Linked DNA regions of Mus musculus: region 1 is linked to region 2. A link is a contact called in public HiChIP or PLAC-seq data. All regions are on one chromosome and are shown on one strand. The core of a region is the stretch at or near the end of the contact, and the rest is flanking DNA. Distances in the headings are between cores, read along the strand shown. Region 1 overlaps Cyp4f18 (cytochrome P450, family 4, subfamily f, polypeptide 18). Region 2 holds the start of Fcho1 (FCH domain only 1).

What was found. HiChIP or PLAC-seq counts read pairs in DNA pulled down with a chosen protein or histone mark.
Region 1: an H3K4me3 HiChIP or PLAC-seq map of forebrain shows a contact between it and region 2, with 7 times the contacts expected there. The contact joins the enhancer-like site here to the promoter of Fcho1 in region 2. A contact is called at or near these places in 2 of 39 promoter capture datasets (embryonic stem cells and hippocampal neurons), 15 of 484 Hi-C or Micro-C datasets (the Ba/F3 cell line, the C2C12 cell line, the G1E-ER4 cell line and 6 more), 19 of 115 datasets of contacts at active chromatin or transcription factors (the 230-238 cell line, bone marrow-derived macrophages, craniofacial prominence and 8 more) and 5 of 9 other capture datasets (adipose tissue, embryonic stem cells, liver and 2 more).

The regions. Positions count from the first base shown.
Region 1 is chr8:71,986,432-71,989,954 of GRCm38.p6, forward strand. It overlaps Cyp4f18 (cytochrome P450, family 4, subfamily f, polypeptide 18), which reads right to left. Exons shown (of 13, transcript NM_024444.2): 10 at 3,430-3,523; 11 at 3,276-3,340; 12 at 2,629-2,711; 13 at 2,051-2,306. The coding sequence ends at 2,129. Among named protein-coding and RNA genes, the nearest start is that of Gm51535, 16 kb to the right of the region's middle. Within about 2 kb of position 2,195, at least 152 of the 459 cell types and tissues checked have an H3K27ac peak or open chromatin away from gene starts, as enhancers often do. A contact at or near this core is called in adipose tissue, bone marrow-derived macrophages, craniofacial prominence and 11 more, where this site is marked.
Region 2 is chr8:71,723,877-71,727,658 of GRCm38.p6, forward strand. Fcho1 (FCH domain only 1) reads right to left here and starts at 1,805. Exons shown (of 28, transcript NM_028715.3): 1 at 1,757-1,805.

The DNA of each region.
Region 1 (3,523 bases), core at 945-3,444, 260 kb after region 2:
TCCAGGTATGGTGGTACACTCCTTTAATCTGGGCCTCACCTTCTGCTGGAAGTCTGCATAAGAACAATGGGGAAAAGTGAGGCTTCCTTTGAAGTGGAAACTTCTAGTTCTTTAGAAAGTCAGTTATGCCAAATGATGTTTTGCTGGGGCACACAGGTGAAAGGATGTTTGGCTATAGCAGTCACATGAAAGGACACTTGATGACGGAGTATAATTATGACCCCACAGACAGTGCGAGATGAGCACTGAGCTTTGATTCGGTTTGCTCTGCCTCACTGTTCTTTGCCAAAGACACACATGTTCACTTTACATAGCATTGTTGAGCTCAGCTTGTGGTGACACTGCCATTGAGAGAAACTCACCAAAGAACCGCTCCTGAGGTTCCTGTGGCAGCTTGGTGCTTCTGTGGCCTTACCTTAAGCCAGTTGGCAAGCCTGGCGATTTCTTTAGGATTAAACTACAGCTGCCTGGTGTCTGCTTGCTGAAAGGGCTGGACTGTAGCTGGTGGTTTGTGCCTGGTGTCTGCCTGCCGAGAGGACTGGTCTGCAGCTGCTGCTGGGTCATATTTGGTGTTTGCTACTGGACTGAACTGCTGCCCAAGAAGATTAAGCTTGCCCCCAAAGAACTATTGCTGAACAGGTCCACTTCCCCATATTCTAGTAACTTTTCTCTTTCACTCCCTATGCTGGGTGGTGGGCTAAAGGAGAGGTTAAACCCTTATTAAAAATAGGTTGCAAATATTTATGCCTGCGTTCCTTCTTTGCCTGCCTGCACTTACTTGCCAGCACATCTGTTGGAGTGTACTTCATGACTCCAGCTTATAGAGAAGACCAGCTGAAACACCTAGCCTTGTGGGACTGAGCAACAACTAGACTTCCCATTCACAGCTGCCCATTGTTAGGTTAGTTGGACTGTTGTGCCAGGGAAGGGTTGAACTCCCAAAACACAGACATAAGCCGATCACAGCAGGGTCTTTATTCTATTCGAGCTAGCTCAGGCCCCTCCAATGCACCATTGTCACTCAGGAAGGTTTTGGTGGTGGAGGAGCCTTGAATATCTATCGGGGCAAGGCTTAATAGTAAGCAGCAAGGGGGTGGAGTGTGCAAGCATCTAATTGGAAAGCTGCTGTAGCCTTTAACACAATTGGCTGGTGTTGGGAACTATATTATAAACCTAATTTCTGCTTCCCTCTGCATTGGTGATCATTGAGCAGGGAGTGGGCTTGTAACCTGGGGTTGTAGGTTTGTTGGGAGAATAACCTGGAGACGCTGGTCTTGTGGGGATCAGCCTAGAGACTGGAGCTAGGCTCGGGTTTTGTTGGTGGCAGCTTGGAAACTAATGCTAGGTACCAGCCTGTCAGTTGACCTGAGTTGAAACTTAGGTCAGGTTCTCTAAAATGGAGTCTAAACTTAAAAGATTTGGCCTCTCAGGACTACAGACTGTAAGTCATTCCAATAAATCCTCTTAATATATAGAGACATCCCATTGTTTTGTGGCTTTAGAGAATCCTGACTAATTCGCATGCCCAGTTGCTGTAATGCTACATCCTCAAAAGGTAAGGGACTGTGGCGATTTGAATGAGGATGACCCCTAAGCTCATGTCCTTGCTCTCACATTTGGTGGAAATGTTTGGGAAGGGTTAGTAGTCTAGCTATGGTGGCCATTCTTGGTTTTCATTTGACTACATCTGTAATTAACTAAAACCCAAGCTGTTTGGCACATCTCTAAGGCAATTTTCTTGATTAGAACATTTGAGGTGGGAAGAGCCACCTCTAATCTGAGCCACGCTTTCTTGTCTTTTTTTTTTTTTTTTTTTTTTTTAATTCAACCCAGAACCCAAACCTAGTAATGGCGCCACCTACAGTAAGGATTAGGACTGATCATTCCACTTCAGTTGATTTATCCAGATTATCGCTCACAGGTGTACCTTGCCTCCTGAATGACAATATTAATTTTCATGTCCCTTAAATCCCTCTACCACTCAAACACCTTTCATGGCTCCCTGTGGCTCACATGAGGCATGTAACCTGGATGTTTGGTGAGGCTCAGACAAGGTGACAAGAAAATTTTATTCCTGGAAAGGCACAGGTGGGTGGATGGATAGGAGAGTCCCACGCCAGCTCAGAGATCACTGCGCGCCTGCGCTGAGCGGCTCCACTTTCAGCCACAGCCCGCCTTCTGCGCGCAGGATCAGCTCCGGCTTCCTGCGGGGCTCCTTGTCATCCGGCAGAACGCGGAAGCGCAGCAGAGTCAGCGCCAGAGCTACTTTCATCTCGCTCATGGCGAAAGTCTGTCCTATGCAGTTCCTGCAGGAGGGCGGGGTGGGAACTCTGACTGTGCCCAAGACCCTACCCAGGACCAACACAGCACTAGAACCTGGCCCGAGTCTGAGGTTTCTGGGACCACGCAAGGACGTAGACATCCTCAGAGCCAAGCCTTGATCAATAGCCGAAAAGGCCAGGGCGGGATTCTGAGCACAGAGGACTCTTCACCTTCCCCTCCCTGGTTCCCAAACCTTTGCACAATTCTGTGCAGGGAGGTAGGGAGGAAACGCTAACCTCCAAAAAACCCCAACTCCCCCGTCCTCACAGTCAGCCCGAGGCCCCTGCCCCTCAGTCCTAGCCTCACCTGGGCCCAGCCGAGAAGGGAATAAAAGCCAGGGGTGACCTGCCCTTGACGTTGTCGGCATCAAAGCGGAAGGGGTCATAGACCTGCAGGGGACATGGAATCATGGCGGGTGAGAACCAATTGCCAGCGTAGCCAAGAGCAGAGTCCTCAGTGTGCATGGAAGGTCAGAGTTGATTTATCTACCTCCTGGGATGCAATGAGGAGTAGTCGTAAACCCTGGATTCCATCCCAGCACCAGCATAAAACTGATGGCTGCAAACCTGTCAGCAGCAGGAGGCAGGAGGATCAAGGGTTCTGGGTCAACTCCTGTGTAAGGACTTCCAGGCTAGCCTGGGATACCTGACACCCTGCTTCATAAAACCCATGACTGGGGCTGGGGAGGTAGCTAAGTTGAAAGAGCAATTACCTAGCAGGCACAAAGCCCTGGATCCCATCCCAGGCACCACATAAACCAGGCGTGGTTCTGCACACCTCTCATCCCAACACTGAGGGGGTGGAAGCAGGAGGATCAGAAGTTTATGGTTATCCTTGGCTACAGGTTAAGTTGAAGCCAGCCTGAGCTACATGAGACCTTAGCCAACAAACAAACAAAAAGACCGTCCTCTTGAGAATCCCAGCCTATAACAAAGAATTAAGAGGGACAGCACCTCCGGGTCTGGCCACACAGCTGGATTGTGATGTGTCCCGAAAATACTTATTCGGCTTATGACACCTGTGGGGGAAATGAAGCAATGAAGAACTGCTGCAACCTGGATCCACTGTCTGCCCAGAACCTTCCCTCCTCCCTGATGTTTCGGGCACCTTTAGGGATGACCCGACCATCTGGGAGCACAATGTCCTGAGTGCAGCATCGGGAGATTGCAGTGACGGGAGGATGCAGCCGTAGGCTCTCCTT
Region 2 (3,782 bases), core at 555-3,054:
TTTAGCCTAAGACAGTTTACCTAATGTAACCTGGGGCTTTCTGGGCTCTACAATACTAGAATAAGGTCCAGGGACAGACACTGCTCAGAGGCACAGAGCAAGCACCCCATCTCCTGACACCGAGTCCCCAAAACCTGAGGCTTAGGTGGGTGAACAGCACCAGGGAACTGAGCCAGGCAAGACTAGACCAGAGCTGCACTCTGGGGGTTGGATACAGGCTGGCTGTGCCCACAGCCATTGATCCCTAGTGTGACCCTCACTGCCTCCCCTCCCACACCAGCCAGAAATCTACAGGGAAACTGAGGCCACTGTGCAAGCCTTCCACTGAGTCATTTCATTTGTCACACATACTTTGAGCACCACTGTGTACCCAAGTCCTTGGGGTGCTAGTGACACTGGTCACACCCTTCAAAGACATCTCACTGCCTCCTTGGCTGTGACCCCATTTAATGAATGCAATATCATAATTACTATCATAGGAGTGGGTGTTTACGGCGCGCTGTCACTCCCACAACCACCTCTGATCTTCCTACAGACTTTCAGTCCACTTCACAGAAGGCTCAGTTTAAGTCCAGTCTGGGCACACAAATTTGGGGGTGTCAGGCTTCCTGCCTGGGACTCACCCTACTATCCTGCAAGAGGCAGGGACTAAGACCTGACCTTCCACTTGGGACCCCGCCCAGGAACCAGCCTAGGAACCCTATTGTAGGTGATGGTATGTGGGTCAGGGTGTGACCTGGGCAGCCACATGGGTGGGACCACAGTGACAAAGTCTGGGTCTTGATTGGAGGCCCGTCCATCTTATGGTCAGATAGAAACTGTCCTCTGCTGGCCTTAGGTCTCGCTGCTCCGCCCCAGGCTAGACTGTATCCATCAATCAAAATCATGGTTTGTTTTGTTTATGCTTTTTTAATGAGGCAGAGTCTGTGAATGTAGCCCAGGCTGGCCTCAAGCTGCAGATCTTCCAGCCTCAGCCACCAGAGGATTGTAATGACCACACCAGGCTCAACCCCTTTTAAAGTGCCAAAACCAGAGTGCCCTAACATTTGACTAAAGATTGTGGTCCCCATCTGGAGAAAATGGGGCACAGGTGTTGGGAATTTGAGACAGATAGTCTGGCTTCCTCAACCTCTATATTCTGAGGAGGAGACTAAGGATCAGGGAGGTGCTGTCACCTGCCCAAGGTCACCATGAAGCAGGTCCTGCGACGCTGAGGGCAAGTGGAGGGGCGGCCATCCCCGACCTTCTCTGCACCCCATCCTCATTCACCTAGACTAATTCTGTCCCTTGGAGCAGATGCCGGCTGCCCCCCTAACAGGGCGCGGGAGTCCCTGGTGCAGGCTCCAGGCCTCTCCAGGCCCCGTTCCCCCGGGAGGGGATCCCGCGCTCCATACTCCAGATACCCCGCAATTCCACCACACTCGCCCTACAGAACCCCCACCAGCCTACCAACCCTAGAGCGGGTGCAAAGGAAAGGAGGAGACCCTCGTTCCCAGGCGAGGAAGAGGGGCAGCGAGGGAGGCGGCCCCCAGCTTAGGGCCAGGCTAGAGACCCGGAAGAGGGATTGGGGGTCCTGGGGGGGGTCTCAGCCTCCCAGCCCAGGATTGAGAGATGCCATAGAGTGGCGCCCCGCCTTCTGCAGACGGCACCTGCGCTCGGGCCGGGTCAGGATGGAGGCTGCGTCCCCGCCCCGCACCCCGCCCCCGCGTCCTGCACCCCGCACCCCGCACCGGAGCCCCGCGCCGGGGACACTCACCGCCTCTCGCGGCGCTACCTGCGCGCTCCAGACCCGCGCCCCGCCCTCCCCGCGCGCTGCGGAGCGCGCTGCTGGCCCCGCCATGGGTGTGGTCAGGAGGAGCTCCGCCCCGCGGTGCTTCATAAACCCTGCACTGGTTGGCTGAGCCTGGAAATTCATCCGCAGGCTATTTGCATATTTTAAAGTGACAGGAGAAGCTCCTTGATCTCTGCACCTGTCAAGTCTCTCGGGAGACTGGGAGGGAAAGAGGGGATAGCTTTTATTAAGTACCTACTGCATACATGGCTCTTTGGAGAACCCCTCCGAGGCTGTGAATTAGGTGACATTTAATATTGAGCCTCATTTTACAAACAAAGGAATCAAGGAACATGGCTAGGAGTTGCTTTGGAGGTCATATAGCAACTCTGGTCTATCCATTCATGTGACATGCCATTTATTTATTCAGGCTGTGTGCTGGTGATGAAGCCAGGCTGCCCCAGCATTAAGCAAGAGCCACATGTCCACTCCACTCCCATATGACAACTTCGAGAGACTTAACTCCCCGGCCTGGGCTCCGTTTCTTGTTCAGGGTCACATGGCAGCATGATGATCCTCAGGACTACTGAGCCATCTCTCTCCCTGCCCCAGAAGCACCTCCAAGGAAGTGGGACCACTGGCCTGGGCACAACCAGAAAGCTAAGTGCCCTTCATCTCCAGTACATGCCCCTGCAGCCTTGGACCCCAGACACCTCAGTTTGGGCATTTTCCTGTGGTGGGAATCAAATCCAGGTCCATCCCAGACTGAGGCTGCCCCACTTCTTACTTGAACCATCTACTGCAGCTCTGCCCCAAATGATGCCGGGTTCTGATGGCAACCATACATAGCTAAATACTAGCTTCAGGGCCGGTGAGATGGCTCAGTGGGCAAAGATGCTTGTAGCAAAGCCTGGATTTTTTGAGAGAGTCCTGAAAAGTATCCTCTAACCTGTGGCATGTGCACACTACCAATGAATCAATTAATCAATTTATGCATCAATTCAAACAATAAAGATTAAACATTTAGATAGGCCCCACACCCAGCTGACTGGTGACCATCTGCCACAATTGGTAAGATAGCCCGCTCTCCATTCTCCATGCTGTTCACATTTTTCACATGTCCTTTTGTTGGCCCAAGAGCCCTCGAGTCACCTTTGGGTTCTGGGATTTGAGAATGGTAAGAAAAGCATCTCTCTCTCTCTCTCTCTCTCCCTCCCTCCCTCCCTCCCTCCCTTCCTTCCTCCCTCTCTCTCCTCCCCATATGTGTGTGGATGTGTGCATGCATGCCATTGCTGTGTCCAGAGCTGGAGTAGGGTGGGTTCCAGGGGCTGAAGCAAAGCCATCAGAGTCGGATGGAACAGGTTTTGACCTGTGATCACTGTCACCTGTCATTGACTGGTTCTAGGCAGGTGCTGGTCTAGAACTCAAGACTTCCCAGGCCCTTTCAGGGGTGTGCACCCCCATAGCAGCCCTCATTCTCGACATGACTCAGTCGTATCTCCGTGATGAGGACACAGGAAATGGGAGAAAGTTTCCCCGAATGTGGACTATCAGGAGGAAAAGTGTGATTGTAATTGTGTGTGTGTGTGTACCATTTATACACATATCTCAACTGGTGACTATTTGATGACCGTGTGTCAACATGACACAAGCTAGAGTCATCTAGAGAGGAAGGAGCCTCAGTTGAGATAAAGCTTCATGAGATACAGCTGTGAGGCATTTTCTTAATTAGATATTGATGGGGGCAGTATAGCCCATTGTGGGTGGTCATCCCTGGGGTGGTGGTCCTGGATTCTGTAAGAAAGCAGGCTGAGAAATCCACAGGGAACAAACCAGTAAGCAGCTCCCCTCCGTGGCCTCAGCACCAGCTCCTGCCTTCAGGTTCCTGCCCCGTGTGAGTTTCTATCCCTACTTCCTTCGGTGATGAACGACAGCCAGTGATTGCAATATTCCCACCCCATTACTTTATGTTCATCACAATAAAATACTTTGCACTAGAGCCTTGAAAGGA